Linked DNA regions of Sus scrofa: region 2 is linked to region 1. The links are chromatin contacts, called in public HiChIP or PLAC-seq maps. All regions are on one chromosome and are shown on one strand. Each heading gives the region's core, a stretch centred on a gene start, on an enhancer-like site or on the middle of the called end of the contact. The rest is flanking DNA. Distances are from core to core; before and after follow the strand shown.

Region 1 (5,706 bases), core at 1,551-4,050:
ACCAATATTCTCTGAATTCTACAAATTGTGACTTTCCCACTTAAAATGTATCACTTATTGACTAGAGCTCATTCAATTGTTTGCAACACTCTCCACTGTGACATTATTCCTTGGCAGAAGCTCTCACATTACTTGATGCTATATAATCACTAACTTAAAAATTTCAGTCAGAGATGACACACAAGGATTTGGGCTCTGTAGCAGCAACTGTAGTCATTAGCTTAGAAATTTGTTTCTCTTGGAATTCATCTACTTCTAAATATTCTGACCAAAGACTTAACAGTAAAGAAAAAATATTCTCTGTGGTCTTCTTTGCTTACCGTCAGATAAATGTTCACTTAAAAAGTGTAAGCTAAATAATAGCTACCAGGCCAACAGTGGAATGCAATCTAAACAATCAAGGAAAATAAAATCTGAGTATGACGAGCTTGTTATTTGAAACTGTGAGAACCTAGATTATGCCAAATGTAAGATTCTTACTAACCCTTACCACATATCTGACATCAGAATAAGTCACTCAGAAAGAGTCTAGCCAACACTAGGCTTTCTCTAAACATTTCCTCTAAGCATTCTTTAGTGGAAGTTTAAATTTCACATCTTCAGGCTAAAATGAAATTCCTTAAATCTTTCCTTGCATGACTTGTTTTGAAACACAAGAAGCTCTCTCCTGATTGACCAAAATAATTATGCTTGTGTGAAGTTTCCAAGATTTAAATTGGGAATAAATCTTAGCAGAATAAAATGTCTGGCACTGATCTTTGCTGAGTATAAAGAAGCGGGGGTGGGAATGTACTCTTAGGAGAATTTATAAGGAATTTAATAATTTGGACATGGACTGCACCATCAGCTCCTAAATGCCTCCATCATCACTAAATTAAAATCACTAAACCTTGAGCAGTGCCTGAGAATTCCGGAACCCCTAGCTAGCAGGGACATTTAACTGCCTTCCTATTTTGAAAGCTTTTTTCCATTCCCAGATATTCCACATATTTTCTTTAGGTTTTTGTTTTCTTATGGTTCCATTTTAAAGAAAAATAACTTTTCAATATATCTGGCTTTTGTTTTGCTTCATGATGTAAGGTGAGAATCTAATTTTTTTTCTAGTCAATTTCAACTAATTGAGTATTTTTACTTTATAGGTACAGAGGTTAAAAAAATCAATAGTTGGATAATCAGTTTTCTAAGTGACCTACTTAACTTGTGTGGATCAAAGACCTCACTAATAAAATAATCTACAAAATTACCTACTGGCACAAGGGTGGTTAAAGAAATAGTCATTTAAGGCCCACATAAAGGGGCTTTTCATTACTGTGAAAGAGGTGTTTTGTTTTGTTTTGTCTTTTTAGGGCCACACCCGCAGCATACGGAGGTTCCCAAGCTAGAGGTCAAATCGGAGCTGCAGCCACTGGCCTATGGCCACAGCCACAGCAAAGCCAGATCTGAGCTGTGTCTGTAACCTACACCACAGCTCACAGCAATGCTGAATCCTTAACCCACTGAGCGAGGCCAGGGATCGAACCTCACGGATACTAGCCAGATTCATTTCCACTGAGCCATGACAGGAACTCCTGAAGGAGTTTTAAAAATAGACAAACTCTCCTCCTTCTCGTCTCTTCATTAAGTAAATGTACTTCTTGCCCCCACTCTTATATCCACAACACAAAACTTTCCACCTTCTGCTTTCCTAGCTTAAAACTCTCCTCAGTCCTCCATTTTTATGCCCCAAAGCTTTGTTTCTTGTTAAAATTCTCCAAGGAGGATACTTATGTCATGTTGTTCTAAGCCTATTGTAATGGAAAGAAAAGAGATGACTTTGACTTTGGATAAAACTGGATTCAGACCTTGGCTTGATTACTCAGTCATTGCTGGCTTTGAATAAATTACTTGGCCACTCTGATCTCACTTTCCTTATCTGTCCACTGGGGATCTGAGACATAAGAAGATTAACACTAATGTAAATGCACTGCTCTAGAACTGAAAGCCACAATTATTTTTTGTTGCGTGACTTTGCTTGAAGCGTAGACTGCAAATTCCTGAGATAGGTTGATAACAAAATTGGAGAATAAACACATATTACTCAGAGATCCTGGGCTTGGAGATGGATGCAGTAGGGTTTTTTTAAATCTTTGGAGAGATGAATGTATTTTCACGGTAGAATATTTACATTATGTTAGGCCAAAACATTATTGAAAGTTTATAAGAATAAAAATATTTGGCTAACCAAAGTATGGAGTACATGTGAACTTATTGTTTTCTCCATATAACAACTAATCTCAATCCTTTACCCAGCAATACTCTTCCACAGTTTGATGGAAACCTGGATAAAGATGCTTTGTACTCCTCTAGCTGGAAGATATACAAAGAATCTAAATTAGACTATTTGGATCTAAACTTTCCAAAATTTGAGATTTGAGCACATTGACAAAGGCTGAAAACTGCATATTATGCATCAAGGGCTCAGGATGCTAGAAGAACCACATGTCCATTCCTGTCATGTGGATATTTGGAGCTACCCCAGTTTATGCTTTTCCTAAGCCTGATTCTGCAGTTTTCCCGTTGATTTATGGACTGTCCCATATTCTCCCAATAAGTTCAAGTTAGGCAGAGTCAGATTCTGTAACTTGTAACAATGAATCTTAGCAAGTAAAATTCTTACTTGATAGAAGTGGAAATTGAAGCTTCAGAAGCTAAGTGACTTGCACAAGTTTTTCACAACTAATATGTGGCAGTACCAAGATATGAACCCAGACAGTTTAATTTTAGGACTAGCCTCTTTCTGCTGTGGGTTCATGCCACACATGCCATTTTTGATCTCCTGAAATCACTGGGCTGTAAGAAGATCCCCTATCCTTCAAGAATGTACTGGTGCCAGGGTTAGAAAAACAACATGAAATAGCAAGGAAACAAATGACACTACTTAGAAAATTCTTTTTTTTGTGTCTGGTTTCAGTACATATTTGTCATATCTACACAATTTCCCATGCCCTTTGCATCTGAGCATTTTAGGTTTGATTTTTAGCTACAGCAGGTTCTTTCCTCTTGGTTTAAGGTCTGTTTCTGAAGCCTAAAGTAAAAAATCATAGCCCAGGCAAACTTATCAGTAGCTGCATCTGTTAACTGCACTTTCACACCTTGTCAGTGAAAAAAAGACTACTTGCTATCTGAACCAATTCCTGCACATTTCCATCTAAGCTAGTTCCTTTCTTTATTAGCTAATCCTTTCATTCAATAATTACTGGATACCTGCTCTAGCTAGCCGTCTTGCTTATTATCTAATTGCCATCTGCTTTCTTAAGGGTACTCCTCTTTTCTTTACCTCCCTTTATCTTGGGGTGCTTTTCTAAAGTTCAAGTTCCTCCTACCTTTAAAACCAAAACAAACCCTCAACTTAATATTCTCCAGGTAGTGACCTTTATTTTTCTTCCCCTTCACAACCTTTTTCAACATTAGGATTCTTACCATTCTTGAAATTGATTCTTGTGTATGGTTTGAAGTATTTTCATTTTTCCCTTAAAATAAATTATAGCTATCCCACCTTCATTTATTAGACTGTTTTCTCATTTAGTTTGTCATGCCTCTTCTATCATATATTACAATTCCATATTTGTATACCCTAATTTGTGAGCTATTTAATTTGATCAGTTAATTAGTCCATCTCTATACCATATCTTTTAACTTTAAAATAGTTTTCTAATCTTTTTTTTTTTAGTGATTTTTGTAACTTTCTTTATATATTTTTTGTTTGTTTGTTTGTTTTTTGTCTTTTTGCTATTTCTTGGGCTGCTGCCTCGGCATATAGATGTTCCCAGGCTAGGGGTCGAATCGGAGCTGTAGCTGCTGGCCTACACCAGAGCCACAGCAACGCCGGATTGTTAACCCACTTAGCAAGGGCAGGGACCGAACCCGCAACCTCATGGTTCCTAGTCGGATTCCAGTTTTCTAATCTTAATATTTAAAACCAAAGGGATTTTCTCCCTTTCTAGAAATGAATTGGCTATTCTTTGCCCTTTGGTGCTTTACCTAAAATTTAGAAATAACCTGCCAAAAAACAATCCTGTTGAGGTTAATTTATTCTTTGAGAATACAGAGCTTATTTATCTAGACTTATAATTGTTAAACACATGTTATTTCATCAAAAATATTCTAGTGAAATTTTCACTATTCATCACTAATTCCTTAGGGCAACTTTCTAAGTAAAGGTTTTTTTTTGTTTGTTTTTGTTTTTGTTTTTACTGAGAAAGAGCACACTTTATTGGGAAGAGAGCACGCGACCAACGGGAAAGCAAGCTGCCAGGCACAAGGTACAGGGGAGGTTGGCTAGTAAAGATAACTGGGCATTGACTTCGGCCGGGCAGCTTCCCCACCTCCCCCTCTGGGGCTCAGGACACTCCCACCATTTCCTGGAAGGCAGCTGTGTTCCACTACAGATAGAGCCCTTCAGGGGTGCCTTCTTGTTTTTTATAAAGAACATTTTCTTTAGATTTTTTAAAGTCTTCATCTGTTACTTTCATCCTCCGTTCTCTCAAGGCCATCAGACCGGCTTCTGTACAGATTGCCTTGATGTCGGCACCAGAGAGGTCATCTTTAGACATAATCAAGTCATCCAGGGTGACGTCGTCGTCCAGTGTCATCCTGCTCGTGTGTATCTGAAAGATGCGGTTCTTCATCTTCTCCTCGGGCAGGGGAAACTCCATCTTCCTGTCAATGAGGCCTTGTCTGATAAGCGCTAGGTCCAAAGTAATAGACTGTTTAGTAGAATATGTTCTCTCTTTCACTAATTCTGTGTTATGAAAATTTTTAAATGTACAGAACAGGTTGAAAGAATGGTAAAATACATCTCATGTATCAAACGTCTATATGGAACAACTGTGAACATTTTATTTCAAAGTAAGGTGCAAGCATTTTGACTCTTAAAAATTGATACCCTTACATCTCTTAAAAATAAAGAAAATTCCTTTATAATCATATTATTAATCCCTAGATAAAATTAATCATAAACCCCTAATATAACATAAAACCAATTCATACTTAAATATTCCCCATTTTTCCACAAAAAAAAATCTCAATTACCTTTTTTTTTTAATGAACAAAAATCCAATTGAAGTTTAGCCATCCTATTTGGCAGTATGTCTTTTTAGTCTCTCTTAATTGAGAACAGTCCAAATACCTTTTTTTTCTTTTTAATAACATTGAATTTTGAAGAGACTGGGCCAGTTGTCTTGTAAAAAACTTCTACAATCTGAATTTTCCTGACTGATTATTTCCATCTGGTTGTCAGTTATCTTGCTTCTTTTATCTCTTGTATTTCTGTAAACTGGAAGTTTGGTTTAAAGGAATAATTAGCTTCAGGTTAAATATTCAAAAAGTATGCTTTATAAGGAATGCTCTGTACTTCAGGTTATTATACATCAGGTGACACATAAAATCAAATCAAAATTTTTTACTATTGGTGATACCAAGCTGGAGGACTTGATTAAGATGGATAGAAGTCAGATCTTTTCATTATAAAGTTGTATGCTTTTATCCTTTCAATTAGAAAGTTAAATGTAGAGAGATAGCTTGGTTCCATGCAAACATAATTTTTTTCAGCTTTGGTAAAATTGACAAACTTTAAGATATTTAAAATGTATGATGTGACGATTTGATATACATCACATTGTAAAGGGATTCTTACCATAACCACCATCGGGTAATTTAACATACCTA
Region 2 (5,706 bases), core at 1,518-4,017, 700 kb after region 1:
ATCAATTCAAATAATAGTGATTTTTACACTATTAAGACTCTTACTCTAATACAATCGTTACATTAAATCCCATTACATTTTTTTCTAAGTACTCTCATAGCAATTCTGACAGATATATTTTAATTTCAGAAGATAGAATTTCTTACAAGCCTTGTAAAAGTTTCAAAGAATAAAATCTTTAAGGTGCTTTTTTTGGTCTAAATTTTAGTATACAAAGACAAATAACCTTCATGTAGCTAACATCTATATTGTAATGTGTTTCATTTGATCATCAATAGTGTGTAAGGTATATAGAGCAAAGAGGAGTATTGTCCCTGTTTTGACAAATGTATAAATTAAGACTCAGATTTTTAAGGGACTAGCCCGAAACAAGTTAGGTAATAAATAGTGACGTCTTTAAGCTTGGTAAGACGTCTTTAAGCTCAGTATTATACCATTACTGCCTCCAGATGGCAAGCAAAATAGTAATCCAACAGTGAACTGTGCTTTAGAAAGTTTTAGAGTAAATGTTATTAAAATTCAGACAAAGATATGTACATTTTGTTGAATAATGCAACTTACTGTTTACTTATTTTGCTTTAATACACTTGCTATATAGTTTAATACACTTGCTATGCAAATTGGCATTTAGTTTGATTAAAGACAAGTTACTAAAAATTGATTAGCATGTTAAGTAAATGGTTCACTACCATTAAATTCTCTTTAGGGGTTAGTTCATTAAGTTCTCTGTAGATTAATCCAGTTATGTAAAAACTAAGGATGAAATGAGTGAGATAATCTCAGTCTAGAAAAGCAGTGTCTCATACAAATCATTTATTTAGCTAACCAACCAGTATAAATATTATATACACAGTGCTGTATTTTTATGCCTATAAATGAATCCTCATATATTAGTCTTAGTTGTCTTACTTGTTTAGTCTTTTCAAAAGAGAAAACTTTTCTAGCCTTTAAAAAGGGAAGGAAATTCGGTTCCACTGCTTGGACACCAATGATTTGCATTTCCCAAGGAAAATTGAATTAGGTTTTATTAGTAAATTGGGCCTGTAACTTTTAAGGCCACATTTTTATTAGATTATCACACATCAGCATTAGCAAATTGTAAACTTTACTGAAATATAGAAATACAAGCCAAAAATCAAGGCTTAGAATCCTGGAAACCTAGGAAGATGTTTTGTCCCAAAGAAAGTAATGATACTGCTGCTTTGAAAAAATATTTTAAGTGATTTACTTCCCTTTGGAAATTTAGAAGTAAGAAAACTTGGAGACAGAACTGCTTTCACTAAATTTGTGTTAATTTTCAATCTAGTGATCTGAGCTAAATTTTTGTAGGTATGCATAATAGCTGTATGTAAAATCCGAAGATGCTCCCAAAGGAAAGCAAATTTATTATCACTTTATTAAGACTTTCAGTTAGAAGAAATTCAGCATAACTGAGTCTATAAATTTAAAAAGTAACCTGAATATGACTAGATGCTATAAAAATGTTAAAACATCAATTACTATATAGCTTTGTACTAGAAGAAATGACATGGGAATTAATCCAGTCATGACTTAATTATATCACCACCATTTAAGAACGATTATCTAATGTTAAAGTTCATACATTTTTATACTATTAATTACATTTTTATTGGTTGTACAGATATATAAAAATTGGTTATAAATTTTAAAAGAAAGCAGAAAGTCCTTAAACAAGGATTACTGCTTTTATGACATTTGACCTTATTTTCAAAAAATTGTGAGTTTTTCAAGGGAATAGGATGCAGATTACCATTATAAAGCCATGCTTATTCATAGTCTAAGGAGAATAAAATATTATAATTTGTTAATAATAATTTATAATAATATAATTTGTTATATAATAAAATATTATAATTTGGTTGATAAGTTCTACTACCCCCTCAAAAAAATAAGGGAGAGAGGAAAACAGAGTGTGTCTGAATTCCGTGATACTGAGTTTACCCCTAAATTCAGAGATGTGTTGATTTATTCTAGCCCATCTGTATTTTGATTGATTTACTAACATGATTTAAGTATTTATGAATGATTGTTTAAAAGTTGTTTATTAGAAATGTTAAACAAATGTTTTTCCTTAACCATTTTTTAAAAAACAGATGAAACCTAGAGCCTAATAGATTTTTAAATGTAATGCTAGTTAATTCCCATATTTTCCATATTGCCCATAGTCCTTCCAGATGTACTATTACAGATAGCTCACCCCTCAGATATGAGCCATATGGGCTCTATGAACTTATTTGCACTTATTTTGAATAGAAATTGTACAGATTACAGATGAATTATTAAAGTAAATATATATATTGCCAAATAAATCTGTGAGCAAAATATTAAACTATAGGAAATGAAAAAAGAATGTGCGAATGAAGACCTGTCTGCTTTGATAACTTTAGTGGTTACCTTCTCAGTTTCAAACAAAAGAGAAGAGTTTCGTTTTTGTTGTTGTTATTGCGCTTTTTTAAAAAAACTGCTTACAGAAGTATCTAAGACAAAAACAAGGAAATATAATGTTCTAAACTCAGCCGGTCCAAACCACTTGAGCTGCTATGACAGCTCATAAAACTGAGAGTAGTTTTTAACTGGGCTCTGTTTTACATTGCCAAAGTGAATTTTCCTTGCAGGAAGTAGCCAGAGGGTTTATTTAGTTTCCAGTCCAAGGCTTTGATCTTTCTGTACTGTCACATCTCGGGTTACATGGCCCTTTTTCACTGCAGTAAATCTGCAACCGTTAATGAGAATAAAATTTCCTCCTCCTTACTGATCACATGCTGTTAAATGCCAAAGCACAGCCAACTGCAGATTTGCAGATTTCAGCTACAGTGTATGAAAACAGTGCAATCAGTTTAATCTTGTTGTCTTTGTAATTTATTTTATTGGACTTTCTTCCTTTTTAAGTGACCTGTTTTATCAAATAAGAGGTTTCAAAGCCAAACCTGGGAGAAAGATTTAGAATGTTAATAAGCTGAGAGGAGAAAGGTTTACATGTGTTGGGGAGGCAGAGTGAGGGAGGGAAAGGGTGCACAGGCATGTATACTACCATTAACATTCAAATTGGGTCTACTTTAATGCTTATGAAAGACCAGACCTTTCTTTCTCCTCAAATAAAGTAAGCTGGTTTATTATTTCTTTGATTATGTTGTAAGTTCAATTTCAACATAAATTAGCACTTAATGAGTTTATATAATGTCAGAACATTATTATCACTTTTGATTTCAAAAAAGATTTCATGTATATAAAGAAATTTAAAGAATTTGGGGAAAAAAGCCTTGTTTGCTACACTATAAGAGTTATTCTCATATCATTCTAAGTATTCCACTGAACAGTCTTACCAAATGAGTCCTTACACATATTGGAAATATTATAAATATCTGTTGAATAAATAAATGGAAATTCAGAATCACAGTTAAGCAAACTGAATTTTATATATTATTAAATGTACACATCTTCACCCTGAAATAAATAAAATCTCAATTATTTTTGCTACAATGAAACCTCTTAGTTGAACCATTAATTGATTCAGTTAGTGTACATTGTTAAATTTATTTTTCACTTATACCTTTTATCTTTAAACTGTCTTATCAAGTTGTGATTGACAACTGGAGCTTATCTCTGTCAAGAAATTCACTTTCTAGAATGCCATTTTAGATGATATCCATGAATAAGTATATTTTATTATGAAATATTGTAAAATATATTTTTAAAATCTGCTTCTAGTTTCTCACCATTGAAATCAGTTAATGTTTTATTAGCCATCTGTTTTCACAGATTAAATTATTTCTATTCTCATGAAAGTCAAAATGTTGGGATAAATCAACAGTGTATAATACTCATTGATTTAAATAACTATCATAAAAACAATAAGTAAAAATGTATTGAAACTCAGAATAATATTCTAAATTTGGAGAGGTAAAGTCAGATCTTCTGATAAAACAGAGGACCAAACCTTCCCATCGTGGCTCAGTAGTTAACAAATCTGAATCCGACTAGGAATCATGAGGTGGCGGGTTCCATCCCTGGCCTTGCTCAGTGGGTTAAGGATCTGGCGTTGCCATGAGCTGTGGTATAGGTCACAGACGCAGTTCAGATCCCCCATTGGCTGTGGCTCTGGCTTAGGCTGACAGCTATAGCTCCGATTAGACCCCTAGCCTGGGAATCTCCACGTGCCGCATGCCGCACAAGCGGCCCTCGAAAAAGACAAAACAAACAAAAACAACCTTTCCTTGGAGTTCCCGTCATGGCTCAGTGGTAAACAAATCTGACTAAGAACAATGAGGTCGCAGGTTCGGTCCCTGACCCCGCTCAGCGGGATAAAGATCCAGCGTTGCCATGAGCTGTGGTGTAGGTTGCAGACGTGGCTCGGATCCCACGTTGCTGTGGCAGGGGCTACAGCTCGGATTAGACCCCTAGCCTGGGAACCTTCATATGCTGCAGAAATGGCAAAGAGACAAAAAAAAAAAAAAAAAAAAAAAAAAAAAAAAAAAAAGAGAGAGAGAGAGAGAGAACCAACTTTTAGGAAAGTGCCATCTGTTAGGTACCCCAATAAGAAAGGAGGGTAAGAAAAGAACAGCTTGAAATTTTTCAGAGAGAGGGAGGTACAGCACTAGGTAAGCCTTCTCAGAAGGTATCTGACATAATACAGCAATGTTGAACATTAAAATTGTAGCTTCTACTCTTAAAATTGTGTTTTCAAATAAGCCTGTCTTCCTGTGCTTTATAACATGATAGTTTTGCATGCGGAGGCAAAAAATGGTGGGACAATTCTAGACTGTATGTGGGAGTGGTGGGATCTGTTCTATAGTTTGCTCCTTTGTTTTTCTGCTGTTTTAAATCTGCATCAGACAGTCCATAATCCATCCAAAATTCTGGACTTGAAAGTCCACAGAAAATTTCTGCACAAAATGAACATTAATTTTTTAAAGTTTTTATTGCTCTTATTCTTTAAAAAACAAATCTTAAATAAGTGAAACTGCTCAAAAAGTTTGTTTCTGAAACATGAACCATCCAGTCCAGTTTTAAATGAAGTTACTGGAAAGGAACAGAAACAATGCAGGCTTCAATACCACACAGACTTAATCTTTACTCTAACCATTGTTTGAAATGGTATCCTCTAAAATGGTTTCAAATCTGCCTATAATCTGAGATATGTTGATTAATAATAATGCTGGCATTTAGTGAAATATATTGACTGAGTGCCAGGCAGTATGCTGATTGCTGCTTCTATTCCTCTTATCTAATTTGATCTTCACAACAGCTCAGGGAAGGCAATATTAAGAAAACTGAAGCTTATTGAATTAAACAACTTACCCAAGGTTATCTTCCCACCTCCCAGTGTCTATGCTTTATTTTTACCCCACCTCCCTCTCTTCCCTCTGTTACAGTGAAGGAAGAGTCCTTTTTTTTTTTTCAAAGTCCAATCAGTTCATTTTACTCAGAACCCCATCCCTTCTTGCCTTCCTGAGGACTTCTTTCATGTCATCATTCTTTTCCCTTTTACTGGATCATTCCTGTCAGCACATAAACACAATGTAGAATCTCCAAAGTTAAACTCTCTTTGCCCTCACATCACATTCCAACTACTACCCATTTCTCATTTCTCTTCATATAGTACATCTCATAAGACTCCTATTCACTCTGTTTCTCCAGCTTTGTCAAGCTATCTTCATATGCAAAATCCATAGACTTTTGTCATCT

Evidence for each region. HiChIP or PLAC-seq counts read pairs in DNA pulled down with a chosen protein or histone mark.
Region 2: an H3K27ac HiChIP or PLAC-seq map of skeletal muscle shows a contact between it and region 1, with 9 times the contacts expected there. The contact joins two enhancer-like sites. A contact is called at or near these places in 2 of 47 Hi-C or Micro-C datasets (embryonic fibroblasts and epiblast stem cells) and 1 of 2 datasets of contacts at active chromatin or transcription factors (skeletal muscle).

Annotation. Positions count from the first base shown.
Region 1 is chr4:80,376,926-80,382,631 of Sscrofa11.1, forward strand. All of the region lies in intron 2 of LOC106510093 (a long non-coding RNA gene), which reads left to right. Among named protein-coding and RNA genes, the nearest start is that of PRRX1, 120 kb to the right of the region's middle. Within about 2 kb of position 2,801, at least 2 of the 83 cell types and tissues checked have an H3K27ac peak or open chromatin away from gene starts, as enhancers often do. A contact at or near this core is called in skeletal muscle, where this site is marked.
Region 2 is chr4:81,081,669-81,087,374 of Sscrofa11.1, forward strand. All of the region lies in intron 19 of KIFAP3 (kinesin-associated protein 3), which reads left to right. Among named protein-coding and RNA genes, the nearest start is that of SCYL3, 50 kb to the right of the region's middle. Within about 2 kb of position 2,768, at least 3 of the 83 cell types and tissues checked have an H3K27ac peak or open chromatin away from gene starts, as enhancers often do. A contact at or near this core is called in skeletal muscle, where this site is marked.